2 separate regions of the Sus scrofa genome follow, and region 1 is linked to region 2. A link is a contact called in public HiChIP or PLAC-seq data. All regions are on one chromosome and are shown on one strand. Each heading gives the region's core, a stretch centred on a gene start, on an enhancer-like site or on the middle of the called end of the contact. The rest is flanking DNA. Distances are from core to core; before and after follow the strand shown. Region 1 overlaps SLC7A7 (solute carrier family 7 member 7). Region 2 holds the start of MMP14 (matrix metallopeptidase 14 (membrane-inserted)).

Region 1 (4,541 bases), core at 1,579-4,078, 34 kb before region 2:
CCTGGCAGGTCTGGGCCACTCCTGTATTTATTTAGTCTTGTTACATCACCTCTCATAGTCTCTTGTATATCTTATTTCTAAAAATCTAAGCTCATCAAAAAGCAACATGTGGAATTCCTGCTGTGGCACAGTGGGTTAAGAATCTGACTGCAGGGAGTTCTCGTTGTGGCTCAGCAGGTTAAGAACTGAACTAGTATCCATGAGGATGTGGGTTCAATCCCTGGCTTTGCTCAGTGGGTTAAGGAACCTATATTACCACAAACTGCAGCATAGATCACAAATGCAGCTCAGATCTGGCGTTGCTGTGGCTGTGGTGTAGGCTGGCCAACTGCAGCTCTGAATCAAACCCTAACCCGGGAACTTCCATATGCCATAGGTATGACCCTAAAAAGGAAAAAAAAGAATCTGACTTCAGCGGATTGGGTCACTGCAGAGGCGTGGGTTTGATCCCCAGCCCAGCCTAGTGGGTCAAAGGATCCTTTGTTGCCACAGCTTCAGCTCAGATTCAATCCCTGACCAGGGAACTTCCATGTGCTATGAGTGCTATTAAAAAAAAAAAAAAAAAAAAAGTGTTTGGGGGTTTCCTATCGGTCTAGTGGTTAGGACTCAGTGCTTTCACTACTGTGGCCTGGGTTCAATCCCTGGTCTGGGAACTGAGATCCCACATCAAGCTGCTGCATGACGTGGCCCCCCAAAAAACCCCAAACGTGTTCCATACTAAACCATTTGTTAAACGTAATGAGTTCCTACTTCTCAGAGAATGCAATTTTAGCAAAAGATGTTCAAGGTACTGAAGCTTCCTTTGCTACCATGTTTACCTTTTATACAAATTTTATAATTTTTACAAGGAGAGCAAAGAATTTATTCTTCCAATCTAATGGTGCATGGCATATGCCCACCATTACATCATTCCTACTTCTTTTTGCTTTTATCCTCTTTTTCTTTTCACCGCACTTCTTCCCTTAGGATGGGGGTTTATTTCCATGCACTTTACTATGGGAGACCTTCAGGAAAAATCACCAAGTGGAAACCAAGAGCCCTCTGATAGCACCATGTAATAATTCTTCCAAGATAAGCAGATGGGATTAACAGAGGCTAAGAGAACCTTGCTGCCCTTTTTTTTTTTTTTTCTTTTTTCTCTTCACTTTTTAGGGCCACACCTGTGGCACATGGAAGTTCCAGGGCCAGAGGCCTAATCGGAGCTGCAGTTGCTGGCCACAACCACAGCCACAGCCACCCTGGACCTGAGCTGCATCTTCTACCTATACCAGCAATTGCAACAATGCCAGATCCTTAACCCAATGAGCCAGGTCAGGGATAGAACCCATATTCTCACAGAGACAAGGTCAGGTTCTTAACCCACCGAGCCACAATAGGGATTCCTTTTGTTTTGTTTTGTTTTGTTTTGTTTTTTTGGCTGAGCCATGGCATGCAGAAGTTCCTAGGCCAGGGACTGAACCCAAGCCACACCAGCAACCTGAGCTGCAGCAGTGATAATGCCAGATCCTTAACCTGCTAAGCCACCAGGAACTCCCGGGTGCCCTTTCTAAGAGATGGGTCATGCATCTGTCATGAGAAAGAAAGAGACTTCTGTTTAGTTGTAAGAAGCAGCCCACCTGCAGGCAGGCCCTGGAGGCTGTACTAGGTAGCACTGTTCATTACATTTGTTGGGAAAGAGAAAAGGGGGAGATAAAATCCTTTGACAACTCTCTGTGTCTTGGTCCTGAAACTTCCCTCTCACTGGAATCAAAAGACTCAAAATGTGACCTTGCCCAGAGGGAACGGGCATCCCTTATTAGAGCAGATCATCATACCTCTCTTTGATATGCCACATCAATCTCAGCTCTTCTAGCAAATCCATCACTTTTGAACGACATGTACTCTTTCATTGTCATATTCTAATCAGACTTGAACTTGTTTCCTCCTTGCAGGAAAAGTAAGGAGCAAATGTGCTGCAGTTCCTGCTGTGGTGCTACAGGATCAGTGGCATCTTGGGAGCTTTGGGACACAGGTTCGATCCCTGGCCCAGCACAGTGGGTAAAGGATCTGGCATTGCCACAGCTGTGGCTTTGGTCTCATCTGTGGCTCAGATCTGACCCCTGGCCCAGAACTCCACATATCTTGGACAGCCAAAAAAAGAAAAAGAAAAGAAAAGAAAATGTGTTTATTAGCCTCATTGAATGTTTCTGAATCCAAAAACATCACTCCCAGTCTTCTATCTTCTCCAAGTGGTGCATTACTAAGCAACTTTTCCACCTTTATTCTTCTTTCTCTAGAATACTTCACAGCCTCCAAAATACCCAGATACTCCAATATACTTTTATCTGTGCATTTTTCTCCTTTCCTCTAAAATTTCAGTTTAGGAGTGAGTTCCCCTGGTGGCTCAGTTAGGTTAGGATCCAGCATTGTCACTTCAGTGTCTCAGGTCAGTGAGGTGGCACGGGTTCCATTCCTGGCCCAGGAACTTCCACATGCCACAAGCACAGCCAAGAAAATTTTTTTAGTTTAAAGCTTTATTAAGTGTGTATCTCTCAATCACTACGAAATCCATCCCCTCACCAAAGTCTATCCTTCTGGTATCTTGGCATTTACCGTCTGGTACCAGTTCTGTGGGGGGGGGGGGGGTTCTCCACATACACAGTTTTCAAATGACAAAAAAAAAAAAGAAGATTCTACCTGCCACTCTCTTCACTATCTTGAACTTTAAAATCACCAGTGACACAGCTCATGCGTCTTCTGACTAGTGACGTCATTCAGCCCCCAGCAATCAGCAGGACAGCAATCTATGGGCTTCACTGCTGTGAGCAAGCACTTCGTCACCTTGCTCAAGAAAAACCACCCCTCGCTGCATTAGGCCGGTCTTGGTGTAGTTGGAGTCACACTGCTGGGGAGCAGCCCAGCCTCTTAACAGGTACATGCAGGCTGTGAATACCCAGCTGTCTCCAGAATACTCTACTGAGCCTGCTTCCTCAGAAGGACCAGATTTAAGCTCTCCAAAAAAGCCTCAGATCTCTTGCCTTAAACCAGACATTTCAGGAGTTCCCATTGTGGTGCAGCATAAACAAATCTGACTAGTATCCATGAGATTGAGGGTTCGATTCCTGGCCTTGCTCAGAGGGTTAAGGATCCGGCGTTGCCATGAGCTGTGGTGTAGGTCTCCCAGACATGGTTCGGATCCTGCGTTGCTGTGGCTCTGGTGTAGGCTGTAGCTCTGATTAGACTTCTAGCCTGGGAACCTCCATATGCCGAGGGTGCGGCCCTAAAAAGACAAAACAAAAAAGACACAAAGCATAATCCCCACTGGTCACTGGATCAGGTTCCTCCCACTCTGCCTCCACGAACTCAGTCAGCGCTTCAGTCACCATGGTTCTGCCCCGCTTAGAGGGAGCAAGCAAGCACCTTGTACCTGGAGGGTCTCCTGCTAATCGACACCACTGGCCCCTTCAAAGCCAGCAAGGCCTTGTTCACTGGATCCTAACTGGTTCACTCAGCTAGGTCCAATTCAGGTTCTCAGAAACAGGACTGCAAGCCCGAGTGAGCAGCAGGATCACCTGAGGAACATGAACCTACACCTCTGGGGTGCACCCCTGATTCAGGAAGTCTGAGATGGGGTTCCCCAGGGGAGTCTGCTGATCGGCCTGCTTAGGGGCGTGCTACCATCATCAAGTCATCACGTACAGAACCACTTTGATGAGAACAAGCCCAAGCCCTCACCTAACTCTGGGCTCCTGGCTCCAGCTGACATCGCTCGATCAGCTTTAACAAAGTCCAGGGCTCAGGCCCCACCCAGGCCAACGAAGTCAAATTGCGGGGTGGAGCCCAGGCATTGGCATGTGTTTCAAGCTCCCCAGGCAATTCTCAAGAACAGGGACAGCTGAACACCTCTCTTTCCAAGGTCTCCTTCAGTTTTCAGCAGCAACTTTCTGCTTCCTCAATTCTTGTTCTCCAAGCCCATCCCCAGTCTTCTACCCAGGGGTCCAGAGTTATTTGGTTGGGGGAACAGGGAGGGAGAAGAAGGGGCCATGAGTATTTTTTAAACCTCCCCCCCACCTGCCAAGGTGATTCTAATGTTCAGCCAAGGTTGGGGCCCTCTGTCCCTAGCTCCTTCCCCAACCTCCCCTAGGCTGCCCTCTTAGCCTCTTCTGAGGCAAACAGAAAGACCAGAAAAAGAGACCAAGGGTGAACCCCTGAAAAGCCTGGGGGATCAGGCCAGCACAGAGCTCTACCTCCCTCCCTGCTGGTGAAGAGTTTGCTCCAAAGTCTACATTGGGAGTTCCCGTTGTGAGGCAGTGGTTAACGAATCCGACTAGGAACCATGAGGTTGCAGGTTCAATCCCTGGCCTCGATCAGTGGGTTAAGGATCTGGTGTTGCCATGAGCTGTGGTGTAGGTCGCAGATGCAGCTTGGATTTGGCGTTGCTGTGGCTGTGGTGTAGGCCAGCAACTGTAGCTCGGATTCACCCTCGCCTGGGAACCTCCATATGCCGTGGGTGCAGCCCTAAAAAGAAGAAGAAAAAAAAAGTTCACAACGATCCCAAACCA
Region 2 (4,661 bases), core at 585-3,084:
TTACTGCCTAGAAGGGATGGCTCGGTGCCCCCACCCCCAGCTCCTTTCCAGTTCAAAGGAATCTTGCTCTGGGATATTTACCGCCTCTTTTTCAGGCCATGGGACTAGCCTAACTATGAGCTATAGCTCTGCGAAAACAAAAAAGGGGCAACAAACGAAAAAGGGGCAACATTTTTCCTGCTTTTAGCCAGGGACCCAAGCCTTTTAACAGCCCATATACAGCTCAGGCTGCATGCAGTTACACATTTAATAAATGTTTTGATGAAAAAGGCTTTCCTAGCTGAGACCTACTTCTTGGCAAGCAATTGGTATCTGTTTTCCTAAACTTAAGATACATGGCCCTGGAGGATCGCCCCACTGGGAAGACTGACTCGGGGAAAAGCAGACGGGCATTGCTTGTTCTGCCGAAGAGTTGGATCCTGAGGTTTCTGTGGTTCTGACTGAATTCCAGAGGCCGGTTGGAGAGAGGCCTGCACTTCCTGACCCCCATTTGTATAGGGGAGCCCTGAGGTGCTTAGCCACCAAATAGTCACTGTGGACTAGGGCACCTCATAGCCACCGTATACTTCTTGCAAACCTGTTAGCTGCACAGGTCCCAGGGAAACCTTTCCTTGTATTGATCGTGGCTCCTCCCATGGAGTCTGGGGGAAATAGGACCTTTGCTCCAATACAATACAGAGCACTAGACTTTTCTTTCATTCTCCTGCCACAAATGTGATAGTTCCTGGGTCTCTGGGGTTTCTGAAACTTCCTACCTGACTTAATTTCGCCCAACCTCCATTATTCCTTCTTTTGCTGTCTTTCCCCCCACTACCTCCTTCCTCTCTCGCTGACCAATGCAATTCTTAGATCTTAGATTTCGCTGATGGTCGAGTTTTCGCTCTCCCACACTTTTCCTGCCTCTTTCGTTTTGCTTTTCCAGATCTAGCCCTCAGCCTCTTATCTGTCTCCCTTTCCCACCATCAGCTCTAGCCTGCCCTCCCCCTTCCCTGCAAACCTCCACCTTTTGTTCTCAGAGTCTCCTCAGCCTCTGGAGATTATACTTTTTAAGGGATTACCTCCTTTTCCGGGGTAGCGGGGGAACTGAACTCCTTAGTCCTGACTCCCATTCTCCCTTTTTCTAGCAATTTCACCAGACTCCGTTTGCCTTTCCCTAGATTCCATAGTCTTGCACTCCTTTCTTCCCTGGCCAGTCCTAATTTAAGGAACAGCAGATTACAAATGACAATAATAAAGAAGTGCATTTGTCTTTCTACAAGGACAGGATCCCCAGATCCAGTGTGGTGGTGGGATCTCTCAGTGGGTAGTTAGGTCTTGCTATTGTTGCTTTTAGGGGGGAGGGGGTTGGTCAGGGGAGGGACACAGGTGCTTGTCAAGAATAAGGGACAAAAATACGGTTGAGCCACAGGTCCCAGGAGACAACCCCTCAAATCAGGTCTCCTGGACGAGCAAGACCGCCCCCCGCCACCATCACGGACTCTGAGCTTCTTGTTTGCCCCAGCCACTGAGCCTCTCAGTACTTCCCACGGAGGTGAGACAAATGCTGAATACCAGAGGAATCAAGCCACCCAAAATATGCTTAGAGAGAGAAAGTCTCCCACATCCCGTCCCCTGAGTCCCTCCACAGTCCCCCGCTCTCGACTGTGGCCTCAACCCCTGCAGATGGCAGCCTCCACCACAGAAAGGCAACTTAGGGGTTTTTTTACCCGGCTCTTGGCTGTAATTGGATTCAGGCTGAAACAACCACGTCCGCACCGGGAAAGGAGGGCATAGGGGCGGGGGCGGAGGGAGGCTGTGGGAGAAGGGAGGGACCAGTGGAGAGAGCAAGAGAGAGGGCTCACGATCCAGTTCGCCCACTAAGCAGAAGAAAGATCAAAAAACGGAAAAGAGGGGACGAGCAAACAGGCGCTTTCAAGAACAAGCCCCTCATCTCCAAGAGGACAGCGCCCTAGGAACCCAAATTCAGTGCCTACCGAAGACAAAGGCTGCCCGAGGGAGCGGCGGCGCGACCCCGGGGCTTGGGCCCTGCCGCGGAGCCCGCACGGCCCGACTGCCTGGACGGTCGCGGACCATGTCTCCCGCCCCGCGACCCGTCCGCAGTCTGCTGCTCCCCCTGCTCACGCTCGCCTCCGCGCTCGCCTCCCTCAGCTCTGCCCAAAGCTTCAGCCCCGAAGTAAGTGAGCTCCTCGGGCCCTGCCCGGAGTTGCGCCCGCGGGGAGGCGAGCCCGGGGGTCTTCGGGGGAACAGCCCCCGGTCGGAGAGGAGGGCTCTCGGGGTCTCGGCCTGCAGGATCCCCCTTCCTTTCCTTTCCCTCCCCCTCTCCAAACTTCCAAGTCGATCCAACTTTTGCCTCCTCTCACCGATCCAACTTTTGCCCCCCCACCCCAGCCGCTGACTTTTTTTCCCCATTCCTTTCCCTGGAAGAACTTTCCAGCGGGGGCCCACTCCCCACCCCTCCCCAGTTCCCCTGGGCTCTGAGCTCAGCCCTGGAACCGGTCAGGAGCCTGATAAATATTTGGACTCGGCTCAGACCCCGCGCTGTCCCGGTTTCTTGTCATGTGCGAGAGTTTGTTGTTTCTCCAACTTTCCAGCTCTCCAGCGCTCTCCCGCCCGCGCTCGCCGGCGGCGCTCGGGCAGCCGGGGGGACTCGGAGACCGCGCCGTGCTGCCCCCGGCCCCCCACGCTGCGGCCGCCGCTGCCGCCTCCTGCCTCCGGGGCGGTCCCGGCCCTCCCCCGACGCCTCGGCAGCCAGGTGTGGTCGGGGGGTGGACAGCGGAGCGGCCCTGGCCCCCCTGCCACCCCCACCTCCACGAGAGAGCCCTCTGTGCCCCGGCCCGGAGCCCTGGCGTCGAGGGTCGCGGCACTGGCGCCCTGGCCCGAGTTTCTGGACACACAAAGCTCTCCTTGTGAGCCGGGGGCTTGGCCTGGCCGCCGCCTCCTCTCCCTGCTCCGCCATCGGCGCCTTTAGGCTCTTTTTGTTAATTGCTTTTCTGTGTCAGTTGCAGGGAGACTGGGGGTGTCGTACCGGGGAGCAGGGCCAGGCTCTGGCCCTAGGTGCCCGCACACGTCTCACAGACTGGGTTGCCCCCCACCCATTCCCCGACGCTGGCCCACCGGGCCCGGGAGGAAGCCGCGTGGGAGTTGTCTGAGGAAGTTTTTTCCTCTCTCTCTCTTTTATTTTGGGGTGAAGGTGGGAGACAGATTTGATCAGCTTCTTATTTTGGGCCATCCCAACCCACTCAGCACGGCCAGGGCCTGGGTGCGGTCGGGAGGGGCCGGGAAGGGCCTGAGCTGCAGAGCAGGGGGAAGGGATCTGGACTTGGCTTCCTCCCTCTTGGTCCCGGCCCTGGTCCCACCCCTGGAGGAAACATCTCCAGAAAGAACACACTCCCTCTGTCCTGAGGGGAAAAGTGTGGCCCTAGGAACGGGGTGACCTGGGAGAGTGAAAATCTGCCCAGGGGCTAAATCTGACACCATCCACAAGCAAGAGGCAACCTCTCCCCAGGCCTGGAGTCTTCCTCTGAGGCCTGAAGGGGAGAGCTCCGAACAAAAGGAGCCTGGGCATCTGGGGGGCTTCCCACTGCCAACTTCGCCTGCCCTGCTTTCCTTCCCTCCCCTGCCCCACTAGGTCCCCTAGGGGAGGGGCAGCAGCCCTGGCTCCGTTTTAAGTGGGTCATGGGCAGCCCCAGTGCCAGAACCACCATTTGCGTCTGGGCCATGAAGGATGGGAGGCAGAGGGAGGGAGGAGCAGACCCAGGGGCTGGGATCCAGGGCCCTCAGAAAAGCCAGAGAGTCCCCCAACCCGCTGCCCCCCAAGGACTCCTAGGCCAGGGGAGTCCCTGTCCTTGATTTTCCCCTAGGGCAATACCTTGCACCACTCAATTTTCAAGACAAAGCCAGCTGATTGAGTTCTCTGACCCAACAGAGTTGCTCCCTCTCCAGGCCAATCTGGACGAGAGCTGAGAGCTGGGGTGGCCTGGGCCTCAGGCAGCCAGCTCCCTCCCACCACCTCGAGTCTTGCACCAGCTCCTGGACAGCCCTCTCCTCCCGCTGGCCTGTTTGGCACTTGGCCCTTCCCCCACTCAGCCGCAGACACAAGAGTCCTCTCTTCTGTGGTTCCGACCTCATAGTCTCCTCTGTGGTTCTTGCTTTGCTTAGATCCTAGGCCTGGGAGGAGGAGAGGAATGGGGGCCCTTCCTTTCCAGGACTTGCAGCTCTCCTGACTCCAGAGAAGTCCCTTTCTTGACTAAGTCTCCACCTTCCTCTGCTGGATACAGGGTGGAGATTGTAGGTGTGAATATTTAGACCTGCCTACCTTCTTGAAAGTCTCATCAGGAAGCGGGGTTTATCCTAGAACTCCCCCCGGATGTGGATTCTCCCCATCTCTCTGCCACCCTCTATCCTGTCATCCTACCCTAGAAGTTTCCTCGGCTTTGCTCCCTGAGGGTTGAGAGGGCCTGACCTCAGTCTTCCAGCTCCAGCAGTGGGCTGCTCCCATCCTTTCTCAAAGCTGAAGCAGCTGCTCCCCCACCAGAGGTCATAAGCCTGGGGTGTGACTCCCCTCTAGGTAAGGCCAGGGGCAAAGGGAGTTTCCTGCATACTTGGGCACAGGCCACAGCAGGCCTCCTGCAGGCACTCACTGTGGCATCAGCCAGCACAGG

Evidence for each region. HiChIP or PLAC-seq counts read pairs in DNA pulled down with a chosen protein or histone mark.
Region 1: an H3K27ac HiChIP or PLAC-seq map of alveolar macrophages shows a contact between it and region 2. The contact joins the enhancer-like site here to the promoter of MMP14 in region 2. A contact is called at or near these places in 6 of 47 Hi-C or Micro-C datasets (liver, retroperitoneal adipose tissue, skeletal muscle and 1 more) and 2 of 2 datasets of contacts at active chromatin or transcription factors (alveolar macrophages and skeletal muscle).

The regions. Positions count from the first base shown.
Region 1 is chr7:76,218,133-76,222,673 of Sscrofa11.1, reverse strand. All of the region lies in intron 2 of SLC7A7 (solute carrier family 7 member 7), which reads right to left. Among named protein-coding and RNA genes, the nearest start is that of SLC7A7, 18 kb to the right of the region's middle. Within about 2 kb of position 2,828, at least 5 of the 83 cell types and tissues checked have an H3K27ac peak or open chromatin away from gene starts, as enhancers often do. A contact at or near this core is called in alveolar macrophages, where this site is marked.
Region 2 is chr7:76,183,057-76,187,717 of Sscrofa11.1, reverse strand. MMP14 (matrix metallopeptidase 14 (membrane-inserted)) reads left to right here and starts at 1,834. Exons shown (of 10, transcript NM_214239.2): 1 at 1,834-2,173. The coding sequence starts at 2,072. MRPL52 (mitochondrial ribosomal protein L52) reads left to right here. Exons shown (of 5, transcript NM_001185151.1): 5 at 1-271.